Regions from separate parts of the Mus musculus genome. Here region 1 is linked to region 2. The links are chromatin contacts, called in public HiChIP or PLAC-seq maps. All regions are on one chromosome and are shown on one strand. The core of a region is the stretch at or near the end of the contact, and the rest is flanking DNA. Distances in the headings are between cores, read along the strand shown. Region 1 has its middle 120 kb from the start of Gnaz. Region 2 overlaps Pcdh15 (protocadherin 15).

The links. HiChIP or PLAC-seq counts read pairs in DNA pulled down with a chosen protein or histone mark.
Region 1: a CTCF HiChIP or PLAC-seq map of the NIH/3T3 cell line shows a contact between it and region 2, with 8 read pairs. The contact joins two enhancer-like sites. A contact is called at or near these places in 1 of 15 datasets of contacts at CTCF or cohesin (the NIH/3T3 cell line) and 1 of 484 Hi-C or Micro-C datasets (pancreatic cancer cells).

The regions. Positions count from the first base shown.
Region 1 is chr10:74,846,398-74,852,994 of GRCm38.p6, forward strand. No RefSeq gene overlaps it. Among named protein-coding and RNA genes, the nearest start is that of Gnaz, 120 kb to the right of the region's middle. Within about 2 kb of position 2,179, at least 7 of the 459 cell types and tissues checked have an H3K27ac peak or open chromatin away from gene starts, as enhancers often do. A contact at or near this core is called in the NIH/3T3 cell line, where this site is marked.
Region 2 is chr10:74,535,960-74,542,974 of GRCm38.p6, forward strand. All of the region lies in intron 27 of Pcdh15 (protocadherin 15), which reads left to right. Among named protein-coding and RNA genes, the nearest start is that of Gm40691, 400 kb to the left of the region's middle. Within about 2 kb of position 2,557, at least 6 of the 459 cell types and tissues checked have an H3K27ac peak or open chromatin away from gene starts, as enhancers often do. A contact at or near this core is called in the NIH/3T3 cell line, where this site is marked.

The sequences.
Region 1 (6,597 bases), core at 929-3,428, 310 kb after region 2:
GACCAAGTCCCTGGAGTGCACATTAAGGGCAATGAAGTCTCATCTTCGTTCAGCTTCCAGTACTTCCTTATGTATCAAGCTGGCTTCATCTGTTTGATGCTCCTTTTAAGATATCTGGGACTCTGAAGTCTGTTTCTCCATACAAAGACTGCAAATGTCACATGACCTGACATTCCTCAGATGTTACTTTATTGGCAATTTATGGATGCTTTTGAAATAAACCATCCTGTGAATATGCAACAGAAATGCCTGGAACTTATAATGATTATCTTTCTTTTTAGATGTTTTGTTGTATTTAAATGTGAGTCTTTTATGAATGCATAGCATATGCCTGGGGTTTGGACTCACTATTTAGTCACAAGAGTTGCCATAGCTAAATCTTGCTTATTTCATAACCTGTTTTTTGTCAGCCACATGGCAAGAATTTATTGTAAGAGGGTATCAGGTTGGATTTTAATGGTACAACATGGAGAAAGCAAAGACACCATCTGTGACATATGGCACACATACATGTCTGATATGAACAACTCACTGTGTGAAGGCTGGTGGTCAGATGTTCTCTTCTCTCCTTGGGCACAGAAGAAGATCAAAGCAGTATGTGGGAGATTCAGAAATTACAGTCAGGAAGACATCAAGGACAAAGATGACTGCACTTACACCATAGACGTCGATGCTCTTGCAGAGGAGAGTCTGAAACGAACCATTTCTTCTTGAGTTTCAAAACTGAAAGTAAGTGTTGATGTTTGTGAAGAACGAGTGTTCATTATTGAGAAAGGGCATTTCTGGCATTTCCAAACACAATTACTCATTGTTTTGAAGAGCTTTGTTAAGAATTTGTTGAACTACTATTTTATTTTATGCTAGAATAGGAAACAAATTTTCAGAACTTTAAAGTTCTAAATGCAGAAAAACTTAAACAGTGAAAGATTATGAGTTTCAGCTTATCATAGACCACATAACAGGAAATAATAAACAAATTATAAATAACAAATAAAATTTAGAACAGAAATGGTGAAAATTGTGATATCCATTGCAAAATTTGTGGGAGGAATAAAATGTAGAAATTTTATATTCATGCTATATACATTAATTTGGTATTCTTTTTAAATATACTGTCATGATATATGTAAATGTAATAAAAACCATACAAAAAGAAAAAGGAAAGAATGAAAAATATTGCTATAAAAATTAAATACACAAAGCAGGATAAAAATAAGTATGAAATAAGATACATATCAAATAAGGACCCCTGACAGGAGACAGATCATCATAATGAATGATTATGAAGAATTCTGGAAATTAATTTTATGATTTTGCTTCATGAGTGTGCCTGTTTTTTCTACATTTTCACTCTGGATTTTTACATTTTTTAAATTGTATTTACATTATGGGTATGAGAGTTTTGCCCGAAGTGTATGAGTATATTACACCTGCAGAAGACAGGGGTATCTTACCCCATGGAATTGGAGTTACAGGTGGTTGTGAGCTGCCGTGTGGATGCTGAGAACTGAACACAGATCCTCTGCAAGAGGAACAAGTGCTCTCAAGTGCTGAGCCACCTCTCCAGTCCCGTTTTCATCCTTAAGACATCCTTAAGACATGAAAAGTGATGTCTTAGTCTCTTGGTGTTTATCACGATCCATGAGGATGGATTCATCTGTCACATACTGAGATTTTTAAGTTTTCAGCTCTTAAAAATAATTCCATTCAATATTTCCGTCGTTACAATCACACGCTAATATTCCGGAACATTGATATCACTATTGAAGTAATGGTTGTATACATCTTGTATCAAATTAGGCTAAGCAACTTTGAAAATAAGTTCGGCAAAAACAAACCAAGGAGTGACCTTCCTGTGGCCACCCTGCAAGATTGCAAACTGTGCCGATGATTCTATTTGATTCCATTGCTCTAAGCTAGAACAGTACACCAGCTCTGTATTCAAGTGACGTCCGTTCTTCTGTGTCACAGAGACTTTTAACAATTTCCCCCAAAGACAAGTTTCAGACTCAGCGCTACACTTCCTTGAAACTTTGATCAATTGTACCCATTTGGGTGTGTGCTATGTTACTTGGGAATTTTTTCACATTTAAGGGTTAATTTTTATGACTAAACTGAACCGAGTAGAACAGAAAGCAGACTGATGTTGGAGCGCCCTCTGCTGTTTGATGGAAGTTGAGCTACTATTCAAATGCAGATCCCACACAATAGGCAGTACCGAAGCACAAAAAAACACTAACACCAGGTCGTGGTGGGTTGCCAGAAACTTCTGTATCTTACACATTCCCATTGAGAGTGCATCATACGATTGCTTGGTTTTATATAGGGAGGCTGGTTTTCCCGAAGCTCTTTACCAAAAGAATAGAAATCTATGCTTGTTTTCTCTAGCTCCTAATGTTTTAAAAGTTCCTAGCTAAGTGATGTTGCCCAGAAGAAAATGTCTCTGTGAATATCGGCCACTGATTCTTTAACACCAAGAGGATTTTAGATCTTGAGAAGAGAAAGAGAATTCAATTCTTTCAGAGCATCCTTCCTCCTGTGAAACATTTGGTAAATTCCGTGTAGCCAGGGTCTTAGCTGAGTACAGGAGGCTAAACTTTGCTAGTTTCCTTTCTGAGAAAATGAGACAATGAAAGAAATGTAGGAAGAAACCTACGTTGAAATGTGTGAAACAAATGCTTATTAATTTCGTGCATTTTAAATACATTCATTTAGACGAAGGGAGAGTTCCTGATTGAAAAAAAAGATGCTGTACACATTTGTTCACCAAATGCAAGCTACCAGATTAAATTTCAAGACTAAATATTTTTTTAATCAGCTGCATGAATATTTCTTTTTAAATGTATGCCACTTGCTACACCATAAAAGAGAGTTCAACTAAGTACAAAAACAAAACAAAAATACAAACCCAAAAAAAAAATGGGACTATCATGGCATTCTACTCACGTTTTCATTCTGTCGACATATAAGCCGGCTTCAGGTGGGAATCCATATGAATTCTTGGCTTCTGGAATATATCTTTGTATAACGGAGGAAGTTAATCTTCCATGTAGCATGAAGGCCTACATAACCCTTTCCTGCCACAGTCTATTGACAGGCTAGCAAAGTTTAGCCAAGGAAGAGAGTCAGGGTACCATTCACAAGACCTTCCAATTCTTTCTTTTAGTGACATAGTTATTTTAGTTTCATTAAGGAGGCCCGTGGTAGGATGGAAGCCATAAATATGCTTGTTTCTGTGCACATTAAAGTATCTTTTTCTTATTTCAGTTTCTTAGACAACAGGAAGTAGACAGATAAATATCCCTAAGTAGGGACATTATGACATCTGGGTCATAAAAAGCTTTCCTTTTTTGTTCTTCCTTTTATTGAAAATAGGGGTTTTTTTTCTCATATAGCAAATCCTGACATTGGTTTCCCCTCCCTCTCTACTCCTCCTAGTTCCTTCTAGATCAATCTCTTTCTGTCTCTCACTCAAAAGCAAGCAGCCTTTTAAGGGATAATAATAAAATATAATAATACAAAACAAAAACTAACACATCAGAATAGAACAAAACAAACAAACAAACAGACGAAAAAGAGCCCAAGAAAAGGCACAAGAATTATACAGAGACACAGAAACCAACTTGTTCACATAGTAAGGAATCTGATAAAAACACTAAACCATAATAGAGAGATACATAGACAGACAGACAGACAGACAGACAGACAGACAGACGGATGGATGGATCATAGCATCATAGAGATAGAAAGATAGATAGATAGATAGATAGATAGATAGATAGATAGATAGATAGATAGATAGATAGATAGATAGATAGAGAAATTAATATGAATATCTATATATAGGGATATATAAAGGACTTGTGAGGTAAAAAGAGAGACAATACATACATAATAAAAATTAAAATAAGATAAAATTGAAGAAAAAATGCCCTGACATCATTATGAGACAAAAAACTTCCAAAGATGCTGAGTTTGTTTTGCCTCAGCCATCTGCGGTTGCACATGGCACCTACCCTTCAAGAGTAGCTTGTTTCCCCAGTGAGACTCCCTTGGAGAAAAAGTAAAGCTTCATTTGCAGATAGTTCTCCATTGGAGGTAGCTTCTGGGTTAGAGATGGGGCATGTGTCCTCTTCTCCTTTCAGTTCTAGGACGCCCACCATCTGTGATCCATCAAAAACCTGAGAAATACCTTTGCATGCTACCACAGTCATTGTGGGTCCTTTTGTATACCGAAGGCCTTGTTTCCTTGATGTCCTCCATTCCCTCTGGCTCTTACACTCTTCTGTCTCCTCTTCCACAGGGTTCCCTGAGCCCCGAGAGGAGAGATTTGATGGAGACATCCCGCTTCCGGCTGACTCTTCTGAGGTCACTCCCTCTCTGCCTGTTGTGTGCCTGTGGGTCTCTATGTTTGTTCCCATCTGCTGCAAGAGGAAGCTTCTCTGATAGTGGCACTGACCTATGAGCATAGCAGAGTGTCATTAGGAGTCACTTTGTTGCTACGTTCCTTTAGTAGAACAGTGGCATTTGATTTTCTCCTAGGTCCCTGACTTGGGCTCTTGGTCACCCAAGCAACATTGGGGATGGACCCCACCTTGTGGAGTGGGCTTTAAATCAGATCAGTTGTTGGTTGATTGTCACCACAAGCCTCTGTGTTACTCTTTCCTTGGCATATGAGCAGACTTTCCATAGTACAGCGTGGTAGATAAAGGGTTTGTGTCTGACTTGCTAATTATGTTTCTTTTTGAAAGAATACAGCGTATTTTCCTGGAGTAAAGAATCTAGCACATCTAGGCTCTAGGTGGGCACCATCTTGACTTCTCCATGTTCCACAACTTATGCGGGGGGGTTGTCGTTGGCAATGGGGCCTTGCCATCAGTCTATAGAAAGCAAACTATAATCTAACCAAGACTGTCTAACCAAATTATACTATACGGACCTCTCCTGTTTTGCTTTAAGTTATTAATGAAAACCAAGATGTGGGAAGCACAAGTTATACTGTATGGGGAAAAACAATCATTAAAAGTAAAAGCAAGAAAATATACCTGGGGGGGCGGGGGACTTGTGAAGTTTAACTTAATTTAAAGCGTGAGTCCCATGCACTTCTGGTGGCTTTTGCTGTGTTGTCCATGTGTACGGTTTGTTGCCGGCCAAAGAGCCTCCAGCACCTAAGCGTCACTCGTGAGCACTAATTGTAAGTGCAAGTGTTGCGAGGTGGGCATCGTGTGGTTGGTTTCTTCAACAGCGTCTTTGTCTGGGTGTATCAATTGGACACATGAAAACGTGCAGAAGAGCTGCTTCTCTAATGTTCTTAGAGTCATAAAGAGATCAGAGTACTGTGTGTCTCAGCGGAGGTTATCTACACAAAAACTTCGAGTCTACTTTAATAGCTCGGTCATCAAAGAGAAAAGGTCATTCGGGCTTCTGAAGATGTAGTATCTCGCTAACTTTCTAGTTGTACTGAACTCCTCTGTGACTCCTTAAATAATCAAATCTCTATTTTTAATTTCAGATGGTCTTTAACTCCAGTACAGTCAATGCCACTCATGGAGTAAAGTAATGCCGAAATCATAATTCACAGTACATGAGTACCATAAAGGAGTTATTTTACATTTTAACAAGCATATTACCATACATAAGATTGTGCCCTTCCACATGTAGTCAAAGCTGCTCTTAGGGTAGTAAGTTCCCAGCTAGAGAGCGACATGGTTTTGCATTAACTAAGTCACTTGTCATTTTTTTTTAACACTGCGGCTGTCTTCAGCCACACCAGAAGAGGGCATCGGATCCCATTACAGATGGTCCTGAGCCACCATGTGGTTTCTGGGAATTGAACTCAGGACCTCTGGAAGAGCAATCAGTGCTCTTAACCGCTGAGCCATCTCTCCAGCCCATCACTTGTCATTTATAAATGTGCCCCTTTAAAGTGGAGCAGGGCAGTGAAGAACATTGCAGAGCAACGTTTCGGGTGGAGTCGTTTGGCTTCCCTCTCTTTATCCCTCTCCAACCTAATAGTCACTGGCACAGGCCCAGCAGAGGCTTGGGAGTTTGTGTTTATGACACAATATAATCCATTATTTATGCTAAATGTATCGGTCCTGTGTTCTCAACACAGCAAATCCATCAGTTCTGCACAGTGGAGCATGAGTAATATACTCATGGAAGCTCTAGGTGGCTAAGAGTCCTGGAGGCTCACAGGATAATAGGAGCCCTATGCTATATCTAGCCTTTAAAATCACCCAGGTATGATCAAGTATAGTCGTTTCCAAGGGACTCTAGAAGTGACCTGACTATAGTGACTTCCCATGTAGTCACAAGTTGTCTATTCCCTTAGAATAATGGCCATATGGCCTAACTCATTTCTTTCAATTTTCTGTTTTGCTTTCGAATAAGTTCTTAAATAAAACACAGAAAACCAAATGGCATCTTTGGAACTGGAAAAAAAAAAAACTCTTCCTGGTAGGGAAATGAATGTTTCCAACTTCCTTTTTGTCTTATAGAGTCTTTTTGAAAATAAGAAATTTCAACCAAAAAAAAAAAAAAAAAAAAAAAAAGAAAGAAATTTCACATGAGCGTCCGTCCAGATTTCTGGTCTCG
Region 2 (7,015 bases), core at 1,307-3,806:
ATCATCATTAAGGATAAAGATATCATCTTCTTGTCTATATAGCAACACTAAAGACAACACATCTTCATAGTTATGCAGAGATCTGCTCAAAGGGGTAGGCTAATTCCTAGTGATGGGTATATATGTTTAATAATAACAGGAAAAGCATATTAGTAATAGGAATCTTTCCAAAAATGAACTTCTCCTGGGCCTTGGCTATGGGAACAAATCTGCATGGATTTTTATTCCAAGGCAGACTCATCTCAGGATGGTCACCTGCTAGTTACCAGCTTGTTGACTCCTGACAATATATATTTAGTTTCTGTGAGTTTGTAAGCTTTCTCTTGTGGATGATATCCAACTTTAATATGTGGTGGCCATATGCGATACAAGGTATTATTTCAATTTTCTTGTATCTAAGACTTGCTTTGTGTCCAAGTATGTGGTCAGTTTTAGAGAAACATGACATGCTGAGAGGAAGGTATATTCTTTTGTGTTTGAGTGAATTGTTCTGTTAAGTCCATTTGAAATAACATATCAGTTAGGGCCAGCATTTCTCTGTTTAGTTTTTGTTTTGATAACATATTTATTGGTGAGCATAGACTACTGAAATCACACACTATCACCATGTGAGGATCAATCTGTGATTAAAACTGTGGTAGTGTTTCTAAAAACTTTATGACTCAAAAACAATAAACATAAATTTAGCATGCCATTCTTTTTTGATCATTATTTAGAATGCAAGTCTAGCATTCAATTCTCCCAAATCTGATTCAGCTTTTTTATTCCCAGAAATTTTGATGAGTTCCATTAATCAATCTTGTTCCTGCTTTCATCGCTTATGGAAACTTGTTGAGAACTAGCTCCCTATGTAATACCTTTTTAAAAATAATTACAGGCAAGCAGTTCAAAGGAAATCATTATTCTAAATGCTGTCACTCTCGATTTGGAAAGTTTGTTGCTAGTTATTTACTTACACCATGTGCTTTCCATCTTTGTTGCTTGACATGCAGAGCTATGTGCCTGTTTTATTAACATATACAAGGATAGCAAGGGTGGTAGGCAGCCCAGAGGCTCGGCTTTACTCATAGACTGTTCCCGTAGAAGATATTCCACACATGAATTGCTAAGTATGGCAATAAAGCAAATAAGGAGAAAATGTTAATTTTTTTTATTACGTAATTTCCTCAATTACATTTCCAATGCTATCCCAAAAGTCCCCCACACCCTCCCCCCCCCACACTCCCCTACCCACCCATTCCCATTTTTTGGCCCTGGCATTCCCCTGTATTGGGGCATATAAAGTTTGCCTGACCAATGGGCCTCTCTTTCCATTGATGGCCGACTAGGCCATCTTTTGATACATATGCAGTAGAGTCAAGAGCTCTGGGGTACTGGTTAGTTCATAATGTTGTTCCACCGATAGGGTTGCAGATCTCTTTAGCTCCTTGGATACTTTCTCTAGCTTCTTGGATACTTTCTCTAGCTCCTCCATTGGGGGCCCTGTGATCCATCCAATAGTTGACTGTGAGCATCCACTTCTGTGTTTGCTAGGCCCCGGCCTAGTCTCACAAGGGACAGCTATATCACGGTCCTTGCAACAAAAGCTTGCTAGTGTATGCCATGGTGTCATCATTTGGAGGCTAATTATGGGATGGATCCCTGGATATGGCAGTCTCTAGATGGTCCATCCTTTTGTCTCAGCTCCAAACTTTGTCTCTGTAACTACTTCCATTGGTGATTGTTTCCAATTCTAAGAAGGAGCAAAGTGTCCACACTTTGGTCTTCGTTCTTCTTCAGTTTCATGTGTTTTGCATCTTGTACCTTATATCTTGCTATACTAAGTTTCTGGGCTAATATCCACTTATCAGTGAGTACATTTCATTTGAGTTCTTTTGTGATTGGGTTACCTCACTCAGGATGATGCCCTCCAGGTCCATCCATTTGTCTAGGAATTTTGTAAATTCGTTCTTTTTAATAGCTGAGTAGTACTCCATTGTGTAAATGTACCACATTTTTTGTATCCATTCCTCTGTTGAGGGACATCTGGGTTCTTTCCAGCTTCTGGCTATTATAAATAAGGCTGCTATGAACATAGTGGAGCATGTGTCCTTCTTACCAGTTGGGACATCTTCTGGATATATGCCCAGGAGAGGTATTGCGGGATCCTCCGGTAGTACTATGTATAAGGGGAAAATGTTATTTTTTTTAAATCTTTATTAACAAACACTGTGCATCTCACAAAGGTTAACAGTTGAATTGTTCATATTCAAATTTCCCTTAATATAATAGAAATAGGCATATGCATAAAATATTTGTGAAATTGTCTCACATTCTTATCTTTGGTAGGAGATAGGCCTAGGTTCCCTATCAAGCTTCAGTGCTTACTAAATTTTCTAAATTTTAGAATTATCAACTTCCTTCAGGGGTAAAATATCTCTATCTCATTGGATATTTGAGATTTTTAAACATGGTATTCTTTTCAGAGAATATAATTTATTGCAATTTCAGAGGATCCTCTGAATTAAAAAGCTATGACTATTATTATCAAGTATGTTTGAGTCATACCTCAAAAGTCTAACAATCACCCAGTGAGAACAATGGCTCATTATCACTTTTGTGGGTAGGTCCCACATACTTTACCTTGAGTTATTCTTGAGTCATTAGTTTGAATTCTTGTATCTTGAACGACAACCAGGCAATTTATTAACAAAGATGAGGTGTTCTATTCAAAAATAATGATCAAGATAAATGTAGCTCTATGGCGGTAACAGGGATTATAGGCTAAAATTTCATTTAAAGTTAATTAATTTGATTAAACTCTTTAACAACAACAACAACAAAATCCCAGAAAGTTTGCATTTTATAATGTCTTCTGTTAAGTTGAGAAGAGAAGGCTACTGTCACTCTGGGTCCTCTCTCTGTAAAATATATTAAACAGAACATCCTGAACTATTCCTGGAAAGGACCCCTGGTTAGGAGCAATGGAAACTATGCTTGACTTATTCATGCTAAGAGTTTTCCAGAATAAACATCTAAGGCTTGCACAATCAAAGAACAAGTAGAACAGGATCTAAGGAAATACAAACACTAGAGAAACACAGGATATTAGAAACTAATATTCTTTTTGCAACTGTACCATCAAGGCATCTGGGACAGTAACTTTTGAGCCTATGGCAGTGTCTCTTGGCTGTAGAATATGGTTGGCTTGAGTTGAAATGTGTCTCCTTGAAAATAGGTAGGCTGAATCCTCATAGCCCATGAGGTGTGGTGGTAACCCATGGGGTAAGTTAGTATAGTGATAAAAGTCTATAGTAAAAATGAAAGAGAATGGAGACTAGCCAGGAAAGACAGAGGGAAAAATAACCTTAACTTTTCAAAAGTAAATTAGAACACCAATGTGTTTGAGGTAATTCTTGAGGGTGAACAATAGGGAGGTCACTTTGAAGGCATGGGATATTATGGGATATTTGAAGATCATATTGGTAGAAGTTTACTTTCTATTATTATTTTTAATTTTCATTTTTACTGACTTGCACTCAAAAATACTTGCAGATGACTAACTGATCTAATTTGTGAAGTGATGTTGCTTCAAAGATTTTTTTTTCCTTAATAAGTGGTTTAGAAGTGGAGGGAAGATAATGCTTAGGGGTAATGACCTACTTACTGCAAGAACCGTGAAATGCTAACAGGTATTCATTATGGACTTTCCAACGGCTAAATTTAGCCTGCCCATTACACTAAATAGTTGCAAGTACATTGCTTCATCTTAAATTGCTTCCAAATTTTCTGTTAAATTTGATTATTTACTATGTTGCATGCTAGTGATTAATGGACTCAACAAAGATAAAAAGATTAAAGAATAATTCGATTGGAGTTTGAATGGCCATTGTTCTGTTTATGCATTCCTTCTTGGTTAAGTCTTCACAAGTAAGTCATATATAAGTTGGAAATATCATTGTTAAGAAAGTGAAGCAGAAAACCACAAATCTATCTTTTTATATCACAGAGTAAAGTGAAAGTTTTTATCCTGAGTTTAATCATGTGCAAAAAGTAAATATTTATACAGTGCCTCCTCTTTGCATGTAAAAATGCACATAATGGGCCTGGTCAAACTCACTGTAGGGTTTTAGCAGTTGACTAACTGACTATATAACTGTGAATAACTGTGTATATTTAGGAGAGTATTATGTTTAAAATCTGTGAGGTTCTCTGCCTCTGTTTATTAACATTAATTTATTTTTAGTTAGAAAAATGAAAACTTTTATTATATAAAATTACAAAATGTATATAATAGAGAAATTGAATTTACATTTCTATATTTTTGTTCTCTTAAAGCTCAGTAAAAAAAAAAAGCTCAGTATATTTTCTCCTAATCAATTTTACTGTAGCTACATGCATACATACATGCATTCTCATCTGTAGGCTCTTTTAAAAACCTTGAACTATTTCTTTTCATTTTCTACTATATTATCCAGAATATTTTCTGTCATTAGTTATATTTCAGTAACTTAATAAACTTCAGAAACTTTCATGTACATGTATCATAATTTGGTCCCTTCATCCTGTGTTAATAAATATCTGATTGTTTTGGGCAAGAATAGTTGGGAGCAGAATTTGATCCATAGGATGGGAGGTCTCATTGTTCCTGAATCATTTCCTGTTTTTTTGAAGTGGGTCAAGAGATGTCTTCAAAAAGACAGTATTCATTTCCACTACCTCCTCCATCTTTCTGAAGCAGTTTAGAAGTAAATTTTATTTCCTGAATTCCATTCTATTATCTCCCCTCAGCCTCTAACATACTTATTAAAAACTGAGAAAGCTTCAGAAATGTCCCAATGAGATGTTATTTCTTATGTTTTCAGAAACAGAATTATAATAAAATAAAAGGTCTGGTATCTGTATGCATAAAAATGCCTTTTCAAAAACTATTGACACAAAATTCTCTGTGCCCTATTCCTTCTAAATTACAAGGCAGAGTTTTAAATATTCTCCTGGATCTTAAAATGACCTAAGTGAAACCCTACATGAAATTATTTTGTGCATGTTATCAGATGTTTGGGTCAGAATACTTTGCTGGCTCGTCTAGTTGTATAATTTTAAGCATGTTTTTCAATTTCTTTAAGCCCCATTATGTTCATTGATAAAAATAAAGACAATTAATGATCCTTAAGATTTTATTACAAAATTAAATGGAAATAGCACTCAAAAAGCATTTAACCCACAATGTTCCCAAGGTTGGTACAACTATTAACAATAGTCCTATCCCTGGTCATGTTCATGCAAGAATGAAAGGTACAAAATACAAACATTTGTATTATAAAAATAGCTTTACATTCACTAACTTTGTTATTTGAAAACACCCTAAAATCTTTCTGTTTTGTAAACACGTCACCTGGAATTTATGTACAAAAATTAAAGCAATAGTAGACAGATTGGTGGCCTCCATCCTCAAGAGATCTCTAATTTAACCTCTGGACTTCTGGAAGATTTGGCCTTGAGGGACTCCTCTGATGTAGTGAGTGAAAAACAAGGAGCTCTGAGACATTTGAGTAGAGATAACACAAATATAAAAGTCTTTGTGAGTAAGAGAAAGATGCAAGATGATCTGTGTTGGCTAAACCCCAAGACATCTCTAGCCATTCTGGATTTAAAGAAAAGCATTGGGAAGCAAAGAGCATCCACTTCTGGAAGCTGGAATAATGATATACTGGCAGGTTAAGAAGAATTGTGATTTATGTAGGAGATATTAAAGAGAAGTTTAATAAAAGACACAACCCTTCCCGAGGGCTCCAAAATGGTCCTCAGAGCTGCCTATATCTCAATCAGCATAACGAGACTTCTGACAGACTGAAAAATCAAATATGTTTAGTTGCTTAAAGTTACAAATTAATATATTGACACCAATTTTATGGTAATTTACTATAAAACTATATAAAATTATATATGCTGGCTAGCTAGATAATGGGTGGGTAGATGATAGTTGATGTGTAAATAGATTGAGATAAACATAGATATAGATAAGTGGTACTCAGATAATAGACAATAGATTTATAAATTAGGTAGAATAGTAGAGAGATGAGATGATAGATAAATTGATGATAGATTATAAAGATAACTCTTCATAATTAACTCTCACTTAATGTAATACAATATTTATAATTTTCCAGAGAGGAACACAATAGGAACACAAATTCAGACTTTAATTAATTATCTAGACTATTTCTCATTTAATTATGTTCTCAGTATCATAGTAATAAACCCATCAGTGTTGCCTTTTTTTTTTTTCAGAAGACCTAGCTGAAATATATTACTAGGCATTCTAGCAATCTAAATGCCTGCATCTGGGGCAAACAGTTATGTACATTTCTTCCCTTAAGTCAGCTTATTAACCTTTCAGGCAAACACATACATAAGATGTGTGTTTTAGATACAAGCAATTAAAATCAGGCAAAGGTTAATTAAATCAACATCAATGCTAAATTAGAAAGCTATTAAAATAAACTCTGAAATACTCCATCTTTCTTGCTGCCTGGCTACTGAAAATAAATACCAGAGAAGCCACAACAGACTAAAAAACTCTCAGAAAGAGGTGAGAACTAAGGAATTTCTCATCTTACTCTACCTAGCAGTGTATTTCCAAATACTCTGTAGGGGCAGCCTGTGTGATCTAACCCTGGCCACCTTTCCAACTCTATAACTCACTGTGATTCTCATACTGTCCTGTCTGAACCAACCACAGGGAGGGTGCAGCATGTCAGGCCTCTCTGTGATTTTTCTGATCCATTTTTTTCAATGTCTCTCTCAGTTTATTTTATCCTTATTCATTGTGTGCTTGAGATCTGTCTTAAATAAAAGATACAACATGGGAAGAAAGGGATTTTTGTAAACGTTCAAGGAAATTTAAAGCAAACTTGACTTAAATCAGAGTTACTTCCAAGCTTCTGCCTTAAAATAATCAAACCCCAGGGTTGGCTGGGATAAAAGCAATGCAGTCCTTACAGCCAGTATGTGTGAAGTATGGAATACAAGGCCC